Regions from separate parts of the Mus musculus genome. Here region 1 is linked to region 2. A link is a contact called in public Hi-C data. All regions are on one chromosome and are shown on one strand. The core of a region is the stretch at or near the end of the contact, and the rest is flanking DNA. Distances in the headings are between cores, read along the strand shown. Region 1 has its middle 79 kb from the start of Gm23477. Region 2 has its middle 97 kb from the start of Otol1.

Region 1 (3,614 bases), core at 1,052-3,551, 200 kb before region 2:
TTACATCAGTTCCAGTGACACGGCATCACTCGTAGCTCACTACAAGGACATTGTTGTACTGGTAAATTTGTTACTTGGGCTGGATGTGAAGGGAAAGCTTGCCCTTCTTCACTTAGCCCTGAAGACTGAGGCCTGGAGTAGTCTCTAGGCTCATTCACTCGAACAGCTGGCAACCAACACAGAGTGTTGGCAGGCACCTTAACTGGAGCTCTTAGCCAGAACCTATCCATGTCACTGCTGAGTACAGCCTGGGCTTCCTTACAGCATGGTGGTTGCATGCCAATCACCATAAGCACTCTGAGGAAAGCACACAGTGCCAGAAGGAAGCCATATTTCCTAAAGCAGTGCCATTTTGCCCCATTCTGCTCTCCAACCAGTCACCAAGTCCCAACTAGGTTCAAGAGGCGGGATATGCATACTTAATGGTGAGTGACATGGTCCAGAAGATCCCACAGTTCCAGAAATGCCATTGCTCCCACATGGGAAAAAATCCTTCTTTCCATTTTTCTGGCTTTGAATCGAGTTCCAAAATGTACAGTTGGAACAAATATGCTATGAAACCAGAAAGCATGCTCACATTGTCTCCCAGGTGGATAGATCTTTTTAAATGACAAAGATTATTACATGCCTAATCGGAAACTTCTCCCACTGCAGCACTTATCCAAGATTTATTATCATCTGGGGAAGAACTAAACACTGCCCTTATTTGCCTGCTGCTCCATAAATATTGATTAGACAAATATTTGACTTTTATTCACTCACTGTATACAGAATTCGAGAATTCATCTACTATTGTAAGATAGGCCAACAAAATACCTTTAGTCTCCTATCTCTGATATAAACCAACTATCTGCTGTCTGTGAGAGACAGGGGTTTCGACTCTCTCACAAGGGGCCTTTACTTCTGACTTAGGAACCTCATGCTGTTAACTGGGCTGGTAACGCTATGTACTTATTTATGAACAGGAAGGTAACACCATGTTGACTGCCATGGAAACACTTGGCTATTGACTGGATATCATCATAAATATTGGGGTGTAATAGAAAACTATAGCTCAAGTATTAAAGAGGAATTTTCTCATCTTTGGCTGCAAATTTGCCTTCAGTGTCTTTACATTGGTATCTGTTAGAGGCAAAAGCTTTGCCTTTAACAAATATACCTAAGTTGCCTGTTGTGCACTAAACATTTACATCAGTAAGCTGTGGACATCTGTTAATATTCCATCAGCAGGTGCAGTCCCTGGGGACATAGTGATGAGCTTACCTGAGCAAGCAAGTCGGTAACTCCAAGTGCTATTCCTGTGGCCACATGGCAAGATTTTTGCCAGGAGTTGATCACAGAGAAAACTTATCCAGGCTGGTTCGAAAAGAGCACTGTCCAACATGCTGGCACTAGTACAAAGTGAATTGCTATAGCCCTGTATCTCCTACCCTGATTGGAATGATGCTGGGGAAAAATATAAAAGATAATTCTCCTAGTGGGCAGAACTAGCAGGGTACATATTGTGGTCCAGTTTTCCTGGAAGGAGACATTGCATGTGAAACAATTGAAGGGCAATGACTAATGGTTTGACCAGATGGTTGGAGACAAAGGGGTTTGGATAAACCTCCCAGAATTAACTAAGAATTCGAGATTATTTTTGTCCTATGCAAATGTTCAGTAAAAAGTTCCCACTAAAGATGAGGCTTTCAATAATCAAGGGGACAACTTGTTCTAAACGTAGATGCCAGTCAATCTTGATTTTCCTCCCCCAAATCCCAGGCATGTTTACATAACATGTTCATTTAAATTGCAGCCATGGCACTGTAAGGGGATTTTGAATAGACTCAACAAATGGACTCCTCACTAATACAAATTTGGCTATCATCAGGATTGAATGCCCAATTTTATAGCAAAAGCCACCATCTCTGAACCTCAGGCAGGTCCCCATATCCAAAGGAAAGCAGATAGCCTGTTGGCAGCAAGTTGGTTATTTTGGACCCTTCCCCACAGTGGATTTTTCCTTATTAGAATACAGACTTATTTTGGATCTGGATTGGCAGGCTCTGCTTGCCTCTCTTTGCCAACAATACCATCTGTTAACTTCCTGAATGTCTACTCATTACGAAGTTAACCCAAACAATATTACTTCTCACTAAGAAAGCTTAATTTATAAAAGAAATAAGATAATAAGGTGATGTGCATGAAATTCGCTGACATTTTTTTGCCAAAATAACTAGCCATCTAGAGTATTAAAATACATTATTAAATACTCAGTTGCAATGCCAACTACAAGACAATACTCTGGGAACCTGAGCGACTTTCTAATGAAATATGGTCCACATTGTTATGTTGTATTCTCAGCCACAATAATAAAATACACTCTGTGATTAAGGGGATAAAATGAACACATTCTTTTGATCTATCATTCTGGTTTATTTAAAATTATACCACAAAGCCTTAAAACATGTTATGGGAAATTACTTCATTCAATCTTCCAATGTCTGACTGCAATCATTATCACAAAATCATAGTGTTAGATTCATGTGTATACAAAAATAGTTAGAATGAAGTTATACTATTTGAGGTGGCAACAGTCCCCCTGAAAATCCAGTGTCAGTCATAGGATAGTCCTTTTCAAATTGTCAGTTAGAAAAGTGTAAGAAACCATGAAAACAACATAGGTTATTAATGCTGCCCTCTGTTGCTTCCCAGAAAATTGCTGGTAAGACTCTATTGATAAAGAAACTATATGCTTTGGGTAAAGTACTCGAAAGAACTGAAACTAGAAGCCAACTAGCCTTCAAAGTATAAAAAACGGGCTATCCAAGCTGTCAAGAGAAAAAAGTAACCAGTAGTTTTACTGTCTTAGTTTCATTTCTATTGCTAAAATACTGACCAGAGCTAACTTGTGGACAAAAGGGTCTGTTTCAGCTTACAAGTCCCACATCACAGTCCAACACTTTGAAAAGTCAGAGCAGGAACTGAAGACCTGAAATAGTACTATGCAAGAATGCTTCTTATTTGCTTACTTTTCATAGTTCACTCTGCTTTCTTATTTTTGTTTAACTTGGACCCACCTGCCGAGGGATGGTACCACCCACAATGGTTGACCCTCCCAACACCAATCAGTAATCAAAAAATTTCCTCACAATCTTGCCTACAGAACAATTTGATGGAGACATTTTCTCAATTAAGGTTTATCATTTTAGATAACTCTGATTTTTGTTAAGTCAACAAAAAATGACCAACACATCTACCCAGTTATAACATCTACAAACTACAAGAACCAGAACTGTAAGGTACCCCAAAGACACAATAGTGACACTTACATCCTATGGGTAATGAACAATTGTCTTTTTGACCTTAAGGCCCTCTCAGTATAAGAGAATGTGTGCTTGATGCTGTAAATCCAGCCCATTAGCCATGGATAGTGAGGACATGGAACCTATAATCTCCTCTACTACTGCTATTTCTTAAACTGGTATAATTTCAAACTACATTCTAAATATTCATCAATGTGCACATAGATAGATACAACTCTCATCCCTCATCAAAGCTTATTTTTGCAGCAGATGGAGATGATCAGAGAAGGCCACAACAGAACATAATGGTGTAAACAACTGGCCATGGGG
Region 2 (3,503 bases), core at 211-2,710:
AGGGACAAGTGATTTTCACATACCTGGAAAACTCTTCTGAAAAAAGTTATTTTAAAAAATAATGAAGTTTAAATTTACCTTAAGTGCTGTTGCAACATGAAAACAATCTGAAAAATTGATGTCTAAATTTGGCTAAGTCCAATTTGGTTATCTTAGGCCCTTCATCTCTCACCGTAGGAAGCAGAAAATGAAATCATGCATGCTAAATCAATCTCCCTAATTGCCTTGGTCACCACTGCCTGCCATTTGGACAGGAGTCTTGCTAAATAGCATCCAAAAGCCAAATAAGATATGACATTGAGCATAATCCAGCTTTGTGACTTCACCCAGGTCAGTGTGACTTGAAGGACAAGAGTTTATTTGGTCAACTCTGAAGGTGCAGAAAGTGCCAGAGAATATGGAAATGTTCGCAGACTTCACAAATGTCAAAGTCAGAGGTGATGCTGGAAACCCTTAGTTCATAACTTTCTTCCCAAGACGAGAAAATTCCAGCTTGAGCGCCTAAGTGATGCGCCTGAACCTAAAGATTTCACACGTGGACTGCAATTCTGGTCATCCTCAGAATGAATGAATGTATATAAATATAATATACATATATATGATAGGTAGGTAGACTGGTAGACACAGATGATGGATGGATGGACAGATGGACAGATGGATGAATGGATGCATGATTGGTTGGATCACTAGTATATGTAAATATCTATACACAATATGTTATAATAACATCTGTGCCTATCTCCCCATTTTCTGTCACTCCCCCCCGACACACACACACACACACACACACAGAATGCCCATTATTTGAAATTCTTTGGCCATGTAATTTAAATACATGGTTGTGATGCACATCAGTAAAATTTGATTCAACTAAATCATACAAGGATGAAATTACCCCCATATTTTGAGTTCACTTTGTGAACTTCCCTGTGCCCTGCTTTCTGTCTCCATCTAGGCTTTAATCATGGGTGCATCTCTTTGTGGAGTTCTGCTGGAAAAGGATTGTGGGAAGTTTCTTGCCAAGCCTCCGCAGGCCACGTACAGAGCAACACTGCCATCTGCTGTTAAGTAGTTTCAAAACAACCGAGGAAACCGCCAAATACTGCGGGGGTGCCTTTGTTCTTCAAATCGGAAGACAAACTGCAATTAATTAGCACTTATTAAAATTCATTTTAGCCCGTTCATTAACTTTTAAGGGAATTACAAGGTACAAGGCGTTATTGAATGTCTATATGAGGTGTCCTCTCCTGGAGAAAGAACAGCGTTATTACCAAAAAAGATTCTAGGTCTGGGCTCCCCGAGCTAAGTTAGTGGGTTGTTTATACACAACTCTGGATGTACCCTTTAGGTACTAGAAACCGTACGCTCAAACCTTGCCTGTAACCTGGATGTACTGATAGTCTGCAAAGTGTGTGGCCTCGGCCTCTCCCAAAAATGACATTCTGACCAAGCCTCGTGACTTCAGGAATCTGAGATGGTGTTTAGCAATAAACGTCTTCTCGGAGGACAGCCCTTGAGCATTGGTGAGCTACATCCCCGCAGGATTTCACCTTCCGCACTTAGAAATACATGTGGAAACTTCCTCGAGGGTTTCATCTGCATGATGCCTCAAGATATTTTTAAAGCACAACTGCAGTCGGGCTTTCCCCCTACCTACCTACATACATACATAAGGAATTCTATTTTTGTGCATCCACAGAGAGAATTTTATTTCCCCTTCTACCGGGAAGTAAGATATTCAAAGATCTGGACATAAAAGAGTAAGCCGTTAGAGGTGGACAGTTAAGAAATAGGAAAAGTGGGTTTCCGTCGCTTTCGATTTTTGAGTTTGAATTTTGCAGTTTCAGAAGTTATACAACAGCGCCACCTAGGGCCCTTTGTGGACTAGCAGGTTGGCTTTTACCAATGTTTGCCCCTTAGATGAGCCAGTTTTTCTCATACAGAGAAGCAGCATGGTACAATATGTGATTTTACTTTAGCGTTCTCTGGTTTGGTTCATTTTTTTTTAAGATGCAAGAGTTTAACAACAGTATGTTGGCATTTTTCTTTATATAGAGAAACTAGGAAAGGAAAAAGATAACAAAGGAGCCAAGGGGACTAAAACAGGAAATGGGGGAGGGAAAGCCAGCCAGAACAGAGCCGAAAGACGAAGTGTCAAATATCACCATGATACATGCTTTGCATTATGAAGTTGTCACAATGAAGCTTGTTTTTTACAATTACAGCATGCTAATAAAAAATGTGTCTTAGCATTGTGCCAGAGTAACAATGACCACCACAATACTCTTTTAGTGGCCGAAAGCTGCTAACTCGCTTTCTGAATGGCTTGGAAAAATTGCTGTGTGTCCGGGGATGAGTCCAAATCGCCTCCCTGAGCCTGGTGTGAAATGAGTGGATTGATCCATGACGCTTTACCATCCAATAAAATTTAGTAACAAGTTCCTCTATTTCTATTTCAACCTAGAGAATTAAAATGAGGCAAAATTTTAAAACCTCGCGTCCTTTCGAATTCTCTACAATGGCTACCAAACTGGAGTGAAGCAGAAGTTAGAAGCAGAGGTTTCCTCGCACAGCACTGACAGAGACAATACTTACACTTCCTACCAAAGTGAATCTACATGGTCAGAGCAAAATCATCTAAGGACAGATGTAGTCAGGGTGGACCAAGGAAACAGTAGAGGAGAAAGGGGAGTTAGGGAGAGAAAATGAAGATGAGTTCCAATTATAGACTTCCTCCTCCTCCTCCTCCTCCTCCTCCTCCTCCTCCTCCTGCTCCTCCTGCTCCTGCATGGCTACGAGCTCATGAGACACTTGTGTTTTAATTCCAGTCTTCAAAGCAACTCATCTGCAAAATGAGGAGTCAAGCGGCTGCATCCATAGTTGGTACCGCAAACAAGGGAGGACCTAAAGTGCAGCATAAATTTCCAGGAGTGACAGCTCAGGGAAGAATCTGCTGCAGACAAGTCTGTGTGGGCTGTGGAGCACAGCCCACACAGCAGGCTGCCTGCTTGCCTTAAGGACATTCAGATGATTTTTCTACCCATACCCACTGAAGGTGTTTCCTGAAAAATCGGTTAGAGGCTGGATATTACAATCTGGCCTGGCACAGTGGACCTTGGCTGCGCTCTAGAGAGAGATGTGCTTGGGAACTGGTAGCCAATGCAGAGGTCTTGCTCGTGGTTCCCACATGTCCCGGAGCCACAGCAAGGCACCTGCGCTACCCGGGGATGTGCTATTAAACCTCTGCTGGTCCTGAAACCTCACACAGCTCTTGGCTGCAGCCAGCATCAGCCTTTGCCAAGGATCTGGCCAGCAAGCAGAGTTGCTGCAGTCAGCTTTCTCAAATGTGCCCTCTAGTAAGAGCGGGAGGTGGGGGAAACTGGGGTTTTTTCCCTGGCACTCGGCACCCTTAGGGGAACTTCCCTCGGCTTCTACATCAGTTTACATTCCCTCTTGAAAATGTAAGCATCGCAGAGGCCTTTTCAAAGGTTGGGATGAAGCTA

The links. A called contact is a pair of places that touch in the nucleus more often than the background predicts.
Region 1: a Hi-C map of cerebellum shows a contact between it and region 2, with 2.6 times the contacts expected there. The contact joins two enhancer-like sites. A contact is called at or near these places in 3 of 484 Hi-C or Micro-C datasets (cerebellar granule neurons, cerebellum and cerebral cortex).

Annotation. Positions count from the first base shown.
Region 1 is chr3:70,306,103-70,309,716 of GRCm38.p6, reverse strand. No RefSeq gene overlaps it. Among named protein-coding and RNA genes, the nearest start is that of Gm23477, 79 kb to the right of the region's middle. Within about 2 kb of position 2,301, at least 12 of the 459 cell types and tissues checked have an H3K27ac peak or open chromatin away from gene starts, as enhancers often do. A contact at or near this core is called in cerebellum, where this site is marked.
Region 2 is chr3:70,102,463-70,105,965 of GRCm38.p6, reverse strand. No RefSeq gene overlaps it. Among named protein-coding and RNA genes, the nearest start is that of Otol1, 97 kb to the right of the region's middle. Within about 2 kb of position 1,460, at least 86 of the 459 cell types and tissues checked have an H3K27ac peak or open chromatin away from gene starts, as enhancers often do. A contact at or near this core is called in cerebellum, where this site is marked.